3 separate regions of the Zea mays genome follow, and regions 2 and 3 are each linked to region 1. The links are chromatin contacts, called in public Hi-C maps. All regions are on one chromosome and are shown on one strand. The core of a region is the stretch at or near the end of the contact, and the rest is flanking DNA. Distances in the headings are between cores, read along the strand shown. Region 1 holds the start of LOC103645624 (transcription initiation factor IIB). Region 2 holds the start of LOC100273287. Region 3 holds the start of LOC100283657.

Region 1 (3,235 bases), core at 490-2,989:
TATCATCTAGAGCGGCAGGGTGAGTGACATCAGCACCAAATATAATTGTTGGTTCAATTGTAACACCCGGTAAGCTTTCTTTGGGATTAGCAAATTCTAAGTTTCTTCCTCCAAACTGCAAAGAATGAATACATTAGTACCATGCTTCTCAACAAATTTTGTGAAGAGATCAAGTTGAGATTAACCTTGGCATTGATCTTAATAGCAACATTAGCAAAATATGCAGGGCCTGCTCTTCTAACATTTTTATCCAAGCAACACTGCGACATGATACCAATCTCTGTCTCGCAGATCCTTTTGAAATTACCTATTGTTGAGAGTAGTCAAGCATGACATATATGTGATAATCAGGGAATAAACAAAGTTTGCTGTAATAAATATTACCATATAAGCCGCCATTTTTCTCTGGTAGTATAGCAAGCAAAAGATCAAACTTTTGCCATCTTAGCTTGTTCCGAGCATCCTGATAGAGCCTACGAAGATCAGTTTCAGCTTGTTCAGGACGAGCGGTGTATATTGGAAGTCTCAAGTTATCCATGTCCTGAAACCAGAGTGGAATGGTAAACTGGGAGTCATGCAAGAAAATTCTTTGATGATAAGGAAATCAAAAGCAAACGTAAATGTATATTACCACTCCAGTAGTGCGAGACCACTTAATCAGATCAGAGCAAAATTTACCAACACTATCTGCACGCAACTTTTGACAAAAGTTAACGCAGGCCCAGTTGCCCACCCTTGCACCATCTACTACTTGCTGCACATAACAAAATAGAATGTGTAGACAAATAATAAAATTAGTAACATAAATTTACCATCACAAAAATTCCATCATTCCACTTCAGTGAACATGTAGCAAGAAGCCTATGTAGCTACCCTAGTATAGAGGGAACAAAACTCAAGCAACCCGGTCAAGCTTCTCCTATAAATCATGATATTTACCATGGAAAGAATTTACTTATCCATAGACATAACACTATGTTTATCGCACATTGAATTGAATAAGGTTTTTAGAATGATAACTACTATTGCTACAATGTTAATGGTTGTTCAGATGTTCATGGCGTACCTTTTTTATCATGTTCCACTGACCATCCTTTGGACAACACAAACTGTCAGACCCAGTGCCACGGTACTTCAGCGCAAACTACTACATACTTGGATAGAACCAGATCGAAGCTGTAGCGTAAGAAAGGGAGTTCCGGAGAGGCGTACCTGTCAGCCATGTTGGCGATGGTGCGGAAGGCGAGGATGAGGGATCGGTCGGGGTTGGAGCCGCGGTTCTGCCACCTGCCGAGGGAGGAGGAGAGGAAGTCGCCCTGGGCGCCGTTGGGCTTGGCGATGACGGTGGAGAGGCCGCCGTCGGTGAGGAGCGGGTTGGAGGGGCCACCAACGCGGACGGGGTCGTTGTCGTTGGACTCGTTGGTGAAGGTACGCCACTCGGAGGTCTCGTCGACGGAGTGCGCCTCGAGGACGAGGCCGCACTCGGTGCACACCGTGTCCCCCGCCGAGTGGTCGAACGCCACCTCCGTCTGCTTCTTGCAGTCGGGGCAGTAGGAGTCGCTCATCTCGCCCGACAGCCGCCTCCCCTCCTTCCTTCCTTTCTCCTTCCTCCCACGCAACCGGTGCTGTGGGGCGAGGCGCGGTGATTTGGGCTTGGGGGACGGGGGGAGAGCCGGAGAGGGAGGGAGCACCCACAGGAGAGGAGGGGGAGGAAGGGTAAGAGAGAAGCGGACGAGGCAGACCGGTCAGGCCAGAGGGCGAGGGGGGAGCGGCGGCGGTGTGTTGGAGGATCTGTCGAGGAAGAGGGGAGTGGAGAGAGGAGCAGTTGCGATCGAAGGATGGAGGAGGCTTGAAGGGGAGGCGACGAGACGGACGGTGATGATTTGATGCATATAGATGGACAGTGCAGATTGGCTGAAGGCAGAACCAGGAGAGGCAGCCTACCCCTTACAGCCTTAATAGTAGTAAAGATATCATAAACTGGTTCTAACGAGTCTAGTTGTATGGTTGTTGGAGCGATCCATTTATGGAGGAAATAAAATATTAAATACGATTTTTTGTTTCCATGCATGTCAATATATTTCCTTTCATCCTACATTTTTTCATCTTAATTTTGTGCGCATGCAGCAGGTAACATATTTTTACACAGTGTATAGAATTGCATAAATATCTACACCGTGTAGTATTATTAATATCAGTATATATCATAAACTGATCCTGACGAGCCTAGCTACATTGTTGTTGGAGCTATCATATATTTATGGAGGAAATAAAGCATTAAATACTATTTTTTATTTCCATACATGCCAATTCATTTCCTTTCATCATACGTTTTTGTCATCCTAATTTTGTGCATGCAGTATGTAACAGATTTTTACAGAGTGTACTGAATTGCATAAATATTTATATTGTGTAGCATAATTAGTATTAGTATATATCATAAATTGGTCCTGACGAGTCTAGTTGCATGTCTGTTCCAACGATCCTATATTTATGGAGAAAATCAAGCATTTAAAAATAGAAACAGTCACATATCTCTTTCCTAAATTTACGCGCGTACAGAAAAACGTGTTTGACTCATGCATGCCTTCGTATTTTTTTCATGCACAGACGTGGGGTGGGGGCGCACCCGACAGCCTGGCTTGGTGAATGGGTGCAATGTGTGCGCCGGGCTTGACCAGGTCGCAGGTGGTCGGCCTGGACTTCCTCTAGTTAGAGGAAACTCAGGGCTCCTTACAAAACTCATCAATCAAAAAGATAGAGAAGACTTAGTTATAATTTTGAACCATATATTGAATATTTGAAAACCATAACATATAACAATGGAAAAATGAAACTCTAAACAAGTTCTCTGTGGAGATGCATATGTTTTTTAAATCATTTATAGACTATATGCTACGAGCGTGAGTGGTTCTCATGCATTTCCAAGCCTCCTCCCAGCAGTTTGACGCCTCCCTGTAGCCCTATGTTATCAGCTGCTCTAGCGAGTTATCGAAGGCCACATGCCGGCATGCCGCAGCCGTGTCTCTGCACCTGCCCCGGCGTCAAAGACATGCACGGTGGATGTCGCCGCTGCGAGACCCTAGCCAGCTCATCGCATCGTGTCGAGCATTGCCCTAGCGACGACGTGGACTGGCGCAGTGCGGTAAGGCCTCGTCGCCGAAACAAACACTGACCAGTGCTTACCGGCCTCCAAAACGTTTCTATGTTCCCGTTGTTTTATTTTCAAACCATC
Region 2 (3,084 bases), core at 211-2,710, 180 kb after region 1:
CCAGCTCTTAGTGCTGAACCATCGGTTCAAGTACGCAAGCTGAAACCAAACGACCTGTTTCTGATATTTGCTTCAGACGGTCTTTGGGAGCACCTCAGCGATGACGCAGCGGTGCAGATTGTCTTCAAGAATCCGAGAACTGTGAGTGACCATTCCATCATAGGGCCCCTTTCTCTATGCTCGCGCCGTTTGCAGCCTGACTAATTGTGTGTCGTCACGAACTCTTTCAGGGGATCGCCAACAGACTGGTGAAGGCTGCCTTGAAGGAGGCAGCCAGGAAGAGGGAGGTCAGGTACCGTGACTTGAGGACGATCGACAAGGGAGTGAGGCGGCATTTCCATGACGACATCAGCGTCGTCGTGGTCTTCCTTGATCGCCACCGTGAGCGCCGCCACACTAGGGTCGTTGACTCGAGTAGCAACTGCATCAGTGCTCCCGTCGACATATACTCCTCCAACACACACCAGTCTGCGGAGCCCTTGCACGGTTAAAAGAGCTGAACTCTGGCTAGAGTAGAAGACTGGGGTTTGCCTTGCGCTCTCCTGCTGGTGAACGGTGGAGTTGTAGAGCTGAGGGACTGCAGTGCCATAGCCATAGGAAGGGAAGAACTCGAGATGTACATAGATAGCGTGGGTGTGTAGCATCGGAAAAGATCATTTGGTCTGGAACTACGTAGCGTAATTGGTCAGTCAGATCATTTTCTTGTTTCTTTTTGTCTGATTATGCTTACCCAGTGGTAAATCCGTCCATTGTATCGGATTTAATTTAAGAAATCTGTAATACAGAGGTGTCGTGAAATAGTTGATGACGCAACTGGAGGTTAGTGGTGACTGGTGACCAAAGAACATATGCTCTGCTTATGATCTAGAAGTTAGGTTGTGACATGAGAATATATACTATTTATTTGCAACGGATGAGATGCTCTTATTTCATTTAGCATTGCTTTTTGTCAAAACTTCGTTGTATGTAGTTACAAGATTACCTCTACCTGGAATCGTTGAAACTCTTCATGGTTCGTGCTGTGGAACGGACTGTTTAGATCATTCGCGGCGTTGTTTACGAACGGAAACTTCATGGTTTGTAATTGGAAACTTCTTTACGAACGGAATGTTTAAACGCCCCTCACTTCCGAACGGGAACACGGAGTATAATACTGGGCGTCTCTTCTGATTCCCTGAGCCAGTGAGCCTACAAGCCTAGAAGCTAGAAGCTTCCACAGTATTTTACAGACCTCATCTCCGAAACGTAAGCAAAGCCCCAAAGGTCCCACTAAAGAACCGAGCCAAAAAAATGGCGGCCGCTGCCTCCTTCGCTGCGCCGCGCAGTGCGGGCAGCTGCAGTCGTCGTGCGCGCGGCCAACAATTTCGGCCCATCACTGCTTTGGAATTCCGGCCCATCGGCCCAGCCCAGGCTTCCTTTTTCCCATCCCACGTGAGCATAGCCAAGCCAACAGGCAACAGCAAAGCCCAGGCTGCCCAGCACACGCGACGCGAACCAGCTGGCGAGGAACCCTAGCGGAGCACTGTGCAGGCGACCGCGGCGCGCTATCACTTACGGGGGGATACGGCGGCATCGTCCCCCTCGGCCCCTCCTCCATCCCTGGTGCGGCGGCGCCAGCCTGCAGGTACGGTGAAGGCTCCATGTCTCCACGGCTCCACCAGTCCATCTCTTCTCCCCAGTCCCCGATAGGCTGTATCTGTTTTGCTGATTTGATTATGGCCCTGTTTGGCACAGCTTATTTTCAGTCTCTTCACACATTTAAGCAGAAGTTCTGCCAAATAGACAGCTTTTGCAGCAACTTATCAGTTCAGCTGCCAATCAGAAGCTGCTTTTCATCTGCTTCTCAGATAAGCTGCTTTTCATCTGCTTCTCAGATAAGCTACTTTTTCAACAAGCAGCAGCTGTGCCAGCCAAACGGAGCCTATAGCTTGAATGATGAATGTTGAATGCTGCTGCCTTGAATTTAGATTTAGACTGTTGTGAGGTGTTGTTGAATGCTAATGAGCATATCTCTGCAGGTGTTGAATGCTGATTTGTTGTGGCTGATTAATCGGGTTGATCGTCGATTAATCGTGATTAGTCGGCTGATCGCCCTTCTGGCGATCAGAAACGATAAGGCAATCTGAAAACATTGGCCGCCAAACCTCCAGAGCGACTCCCGCGAGCCGTGACCACCATAGCTAAATCAACGCACCAGAAGCTTTCACGGAGCTGTCTCGTCCACGAGTGTTCCAGCTGACTCCTATTCCCTGCGTCAATGGCGAGCTCTGGCAATGAAGGGCGTGTGGTGGTGGACCTTGGCTCCGCGGCGGAGTCGGTGGCTGCTGACGAGGAGGCGCACGCCACGCCTCTCCACGAGATTGAGTCCCTTTGCATGCGCTGCGGCGAGAACGTGAGTGCTCCCGTACCTCACCTCTCTTTTTTGATGGTTCCGTCCTCTTCTGTTGGGGTGCTTGTCGAAGGTTCTGAGGCCTGTTGCTTCGCTTTCATGGGGTTAGGGCATCACGAGGCTTTTGCTGACGTTGATCCCGCACTTCCGGGAGGTACTTTCTGTGCTCATGGCCTCAGCTTCTTGTTCTGATTAGTATTGTTGGTTAGACTGGAGTTGTGAAATTTGCTTTTGTGAATCTGCAGGTGGTTCTGATGGCCTTCGAGTGCCCACATTGTGGTGAGAGGTAACGATATGCCCAAATTCTTGTTTATTGGAATTTGTCCAGGTCAATGATTAGTAGAGATACTACCAAGGTTATTAAAACGATAAAACGTTGAAAGCTCATGGGTGAAGTTTTGACTTTTAAACGTTTAAACGAACTTTATATACAGTTTTAAACAACACAGGAAAAATACAATATATCATAATTTCAGACAATAATATGAAGTTAAAACCAAAACAGAGAGGTTAGTGGCTTACCAAAACTTCACCCATGAGCCGGATTGGACCCAAAAGTAACTAACAGACTGGGTCCAAAAGTAGCTAATAGTCTAAAATGCATGAAACACTGTGTTTTATAGTTTAGAATGCCAAAACACGGTTTCAACCTCTAATTAGATTTTTGACGTTTAAACGTCGTTTAAACATAGTTT
Region 3 (3,039 bases), core at 255-2,754, 190 kb before region 1:
TTGTGGAAAGTACAAAGCACGAGGCTGCCAGCTCAAAATCTGCTCAAGAGTTCAGAATACATTATCAGAAGCAGCACATCATTAACCCAGCAATGTCTAGTGAAGCTGAGGTCATGGTGTAATATGTAACAGAAGAAATACACTAAAGATATTACTGAATTCTTAACCTGCAAGCAAGTAGTGCTAGGACCTAGGAGATAGGATACACATCCATGAGCTAACAAACGTGAGATGCATATCTTGTGTCATGGTGAGAAATCTAGGGTGTATAATTTGCTCAGATGATATCAAATTAAGATATCCATTCCATACCAAAAAATTATCCTCAATGTAGCCAATAATCTGCTGAACTGTTCGATGCATAAACACAATAAAATATAAATGTGGTACATCCATTCATTGTAACAACTGTTCTTGAGGAATACGAACCTACATTAGGTAAATGATGGCAGAAACAGATATACAACTGTGATTGGTGAGGTTGACTGAAAGTCCCACAACACCCACACCTCCTGCATTTCCCTCTACTGTCAGGATGCCTGCTAATTTTGAAATGCCAAACAAAGTTCCCAACACGCAAGACCAGGAGACCATGAAAATTGTATGCACTCAACTGACCCGCAAACTCTGCCACAATCACATGATAGTTATCAGGGCATCACAGCAATGCTGTTGCCCACAAGGTACAGTCAAAATTGGGGAAACATTACACCGGTAAGTTAGTTTCACCCCAAAGTGCATCACTGCATGATATCACATCGAATACCCCAACAGACGAATCGTGTCAACCGGGGAATGTCGCATTCACGAGCTGGCGTAGAATTCACGAACACTGAACACTCGTGCCCACACCAATGCCCGTCACGCCGAATGTATGACGAAACAAGCAACCGCCCCATGCAGAGATGGAATCGGAATGAGACATCACCTGGTATGGGATCAAGGACGGCGCAGCCTCGCCGGACTCGCCGTAAGGCATCTCCGGCCACGCCGCCTCCAACAGCCGCTCTCTCGGCACCGGCATATCCGCCTCCTCCGGATCCTGCACCGCACCTCCCACCGCACCACAGCCAGCCCACCCAGATCAGGAGCGGCGCTACAAGGAAGCTACGAATCGGAACGTGGCTCGGGGCTCGCCGTCGCGTACCTGGGTGAAGAGGAGCGAGCCGAAGAAGCCGGCGAGGAAGAAGAGGGAGCAGGAGAGGAGCACCACGGGAAGCCGCAGTCGCGTTCGCAACAGACCCGCACCGCCGGCACCTCCGCCGGCGGCCCTGATGACGCCACCTCCCTTCATTCCACGAGCTAGGAGACGAGGACGATCCGGCGTCGCGTCACGGCCTCACGGGAGAGGCGGGTCTTCTCTGAATCTCTGAATGGAGCGAGTTCTTTTGTTATTAGTCAGGTGTCCGAGCACTGACGAATGGGACCGAATACTCGATAGACGGGCCCGGTGCGCGACGTCACGTGTCTGTAAAGAACACCCAGTCAGTTACGGTGGGCCCAGGCGCGCACACACAAGTCTATAAGACTATAAGTGCTGCTGCATCTCGTACTTGCTTCACATTTGGAGGAAAATATAAAGATTTTTTATGAAAAAATAAAAGAGTTAAATCCTTAGACTGTGTCAGCAATTCAATTATATGGTCACATAAAATAATATTTTGCACTGTATATTGCATTATTTATAGAGTAGACTTTAACATGAGTATAAAGATGATTAAGCTGCTGGAGATAACCTTAGAATCGTTTGGTATAAGAAATATATGGCCCATCACCATCCTATCCTTCACTTTTTTATTTGTGATTTTTTATAAAATGAATAGATTAATCTACCACCATCTCAGCCTCAAATTATAAACATTTATTTTAGGGGTGTTTGGTCCCACCTCCTAAACTTTAGTGACTAAAATTTAGTCGCTTTTAGTCTCTAAACTACCAAACATTATGACTAAATAAGCCATTCTAATAGAAATTCTACGTACTAAAGTATAGTAAAAAAGTTTAGCTAGGTGACTAAGGTAGTGTTTGGTTGAAGAGCCAAATAGAACTGAGCCGTTCTGTTCCAGTTTTGTTGTTGTTTGGTTACAAAGTAACTAGAACAGAATGGCTCCAATTAAGGAATATTCTCCTCAGATCCGGAGCCATCCCGCTCCAAAAAATCAACCGGACGGAGCCGCTCCGTTCCCAGCCCGCTCGCACAGTCACGCTCCGTTCCGTTCACTCTACAACCAAACAAAAAACAGAGCCGCTCCGTTCCAGATTACCAAACACAGAACAGAGCGGCTCCGTTCCTAGAATCAGTGATGGAACGGCTCCGTTCTACTTGACTCCTCAACCAAACACTACCTAAAAGAACCAAACACCCCCTTAATCTACTTTTTAGAGAGTCAAAATATCTTACTTTTAACCAAATTTATATAATAAATATTATGATACTAAATAAATATTATTAGACTCTTCATTAATTATATGGATCTAATTGATGCCATAAATGTTTATAATTTTTCCTATGGTTTTGACCAAACTTAACTCTCAAAAAAAGTTAAAATAACTTATAATTTAAAGCAGAGAATAATAATGAATATGAGGTATAGAATCGTTTCGTCAAAACTAATAAGGTGGGATAAACTCAAGGCACCATCTCGTTTAGGATGTGGTGGTATATTAAGCCTATTGTTCTAAGGACACGCCAAATGCCCAAATGCCACTTGGAAATTGGTATTTCTTGGAAATTGGTATCCGACGCTGTTACGTGTGTATAGGTATTAGCAAAGTGCATGTATGTTGGTATCGTTTCTATTTATGCTTACATATAGAATATAAATTTTTATATGTGTTCTATTATTAAGTGAGTGGTTTTGTATTTGTAGCTAACAACCATAGTTTTAATCCTTATTTTCCATATAATTTTAGTATTTTTACCATTTAAATATTGGAGAGCGATGACGGTGAAAATGTGAAAAGTGGTGCTTCATATATTAGATAGAGAAATGAGTGCAATCAAAACGGGCTCATATTACATAGACAACCAGGCCCAAT

Evidence for each region. A called contact is a pair of places that touch in the nucleus more often than the background predicts.
Region 2: a Hi-C map of tassel shows a contact between it and region 1, with 2.1 times the contacts expected there. The contact joins the promoter of LOC100273287 here to the promoter of LOC103645624 in region 1.
Region 3: a contact with region 1 is called in a Hi-C map of seedling, with 6 times the contacts expected there. The contact joins the promoter of LOC100283657 here to the promoter of LOC103645624 in region 1. A contact is called at or near these places in 5 of 25 Hi-C or Micro-C datasets (ear, leaf, seedling and 1 more) and 1 of 3 datasets of contacts at active chromatin or transcription factors (leaf).

Annotation. Positions count from the first base shown.
Region 1 is chr1:286,036,716-286,039,950 of Zm-B73-REFERENCE-NAM-5.0, reverse strand. It overlaps LOC103645624 (transcription initiation factor IIB), which reads right to left and starts at 1,739. Exons shown (of 1, transcript XM_008668645.3): 1 at 1,143-1,739. The coding sequence starts at 1,565. The coding sequence ends at 1,143.
Region 2 is chr1:285,861,463-285,864,546 of Zm-B73-REFERENCE-NAM-5.0, reverse strand. LOC100273287 reads left to right here and starts at 1,460. Exons shown (of 17, transcript NM_001147728.1): 1 at 1,460-1,624; 2 at 2,019-2,392; 3 at 2,499-2,543; 4 at 2,635-2,675. The coding sequence starts at 2,258. LOC103644037 (probable protein phosphatase 2C 34) reads left to right here. Exons shown (of 4, transcript XM_008667229.3): 3 at 1-141; 4 at 231-937. The coding sequence ends at 491.
Region 3 is chr1:286,225,948-286,228,986 of Zm-B73-REFERENCE-NAM-5.0, reverse strand. LOC100283657 reads right to left here and starts at 1,504. Exons shown (of 8, transcript NM_001156558.2): 1 at 1,148-1,504; 2 at 929-1,042; 3 at 1-39. The coding sequence starts at 1,294.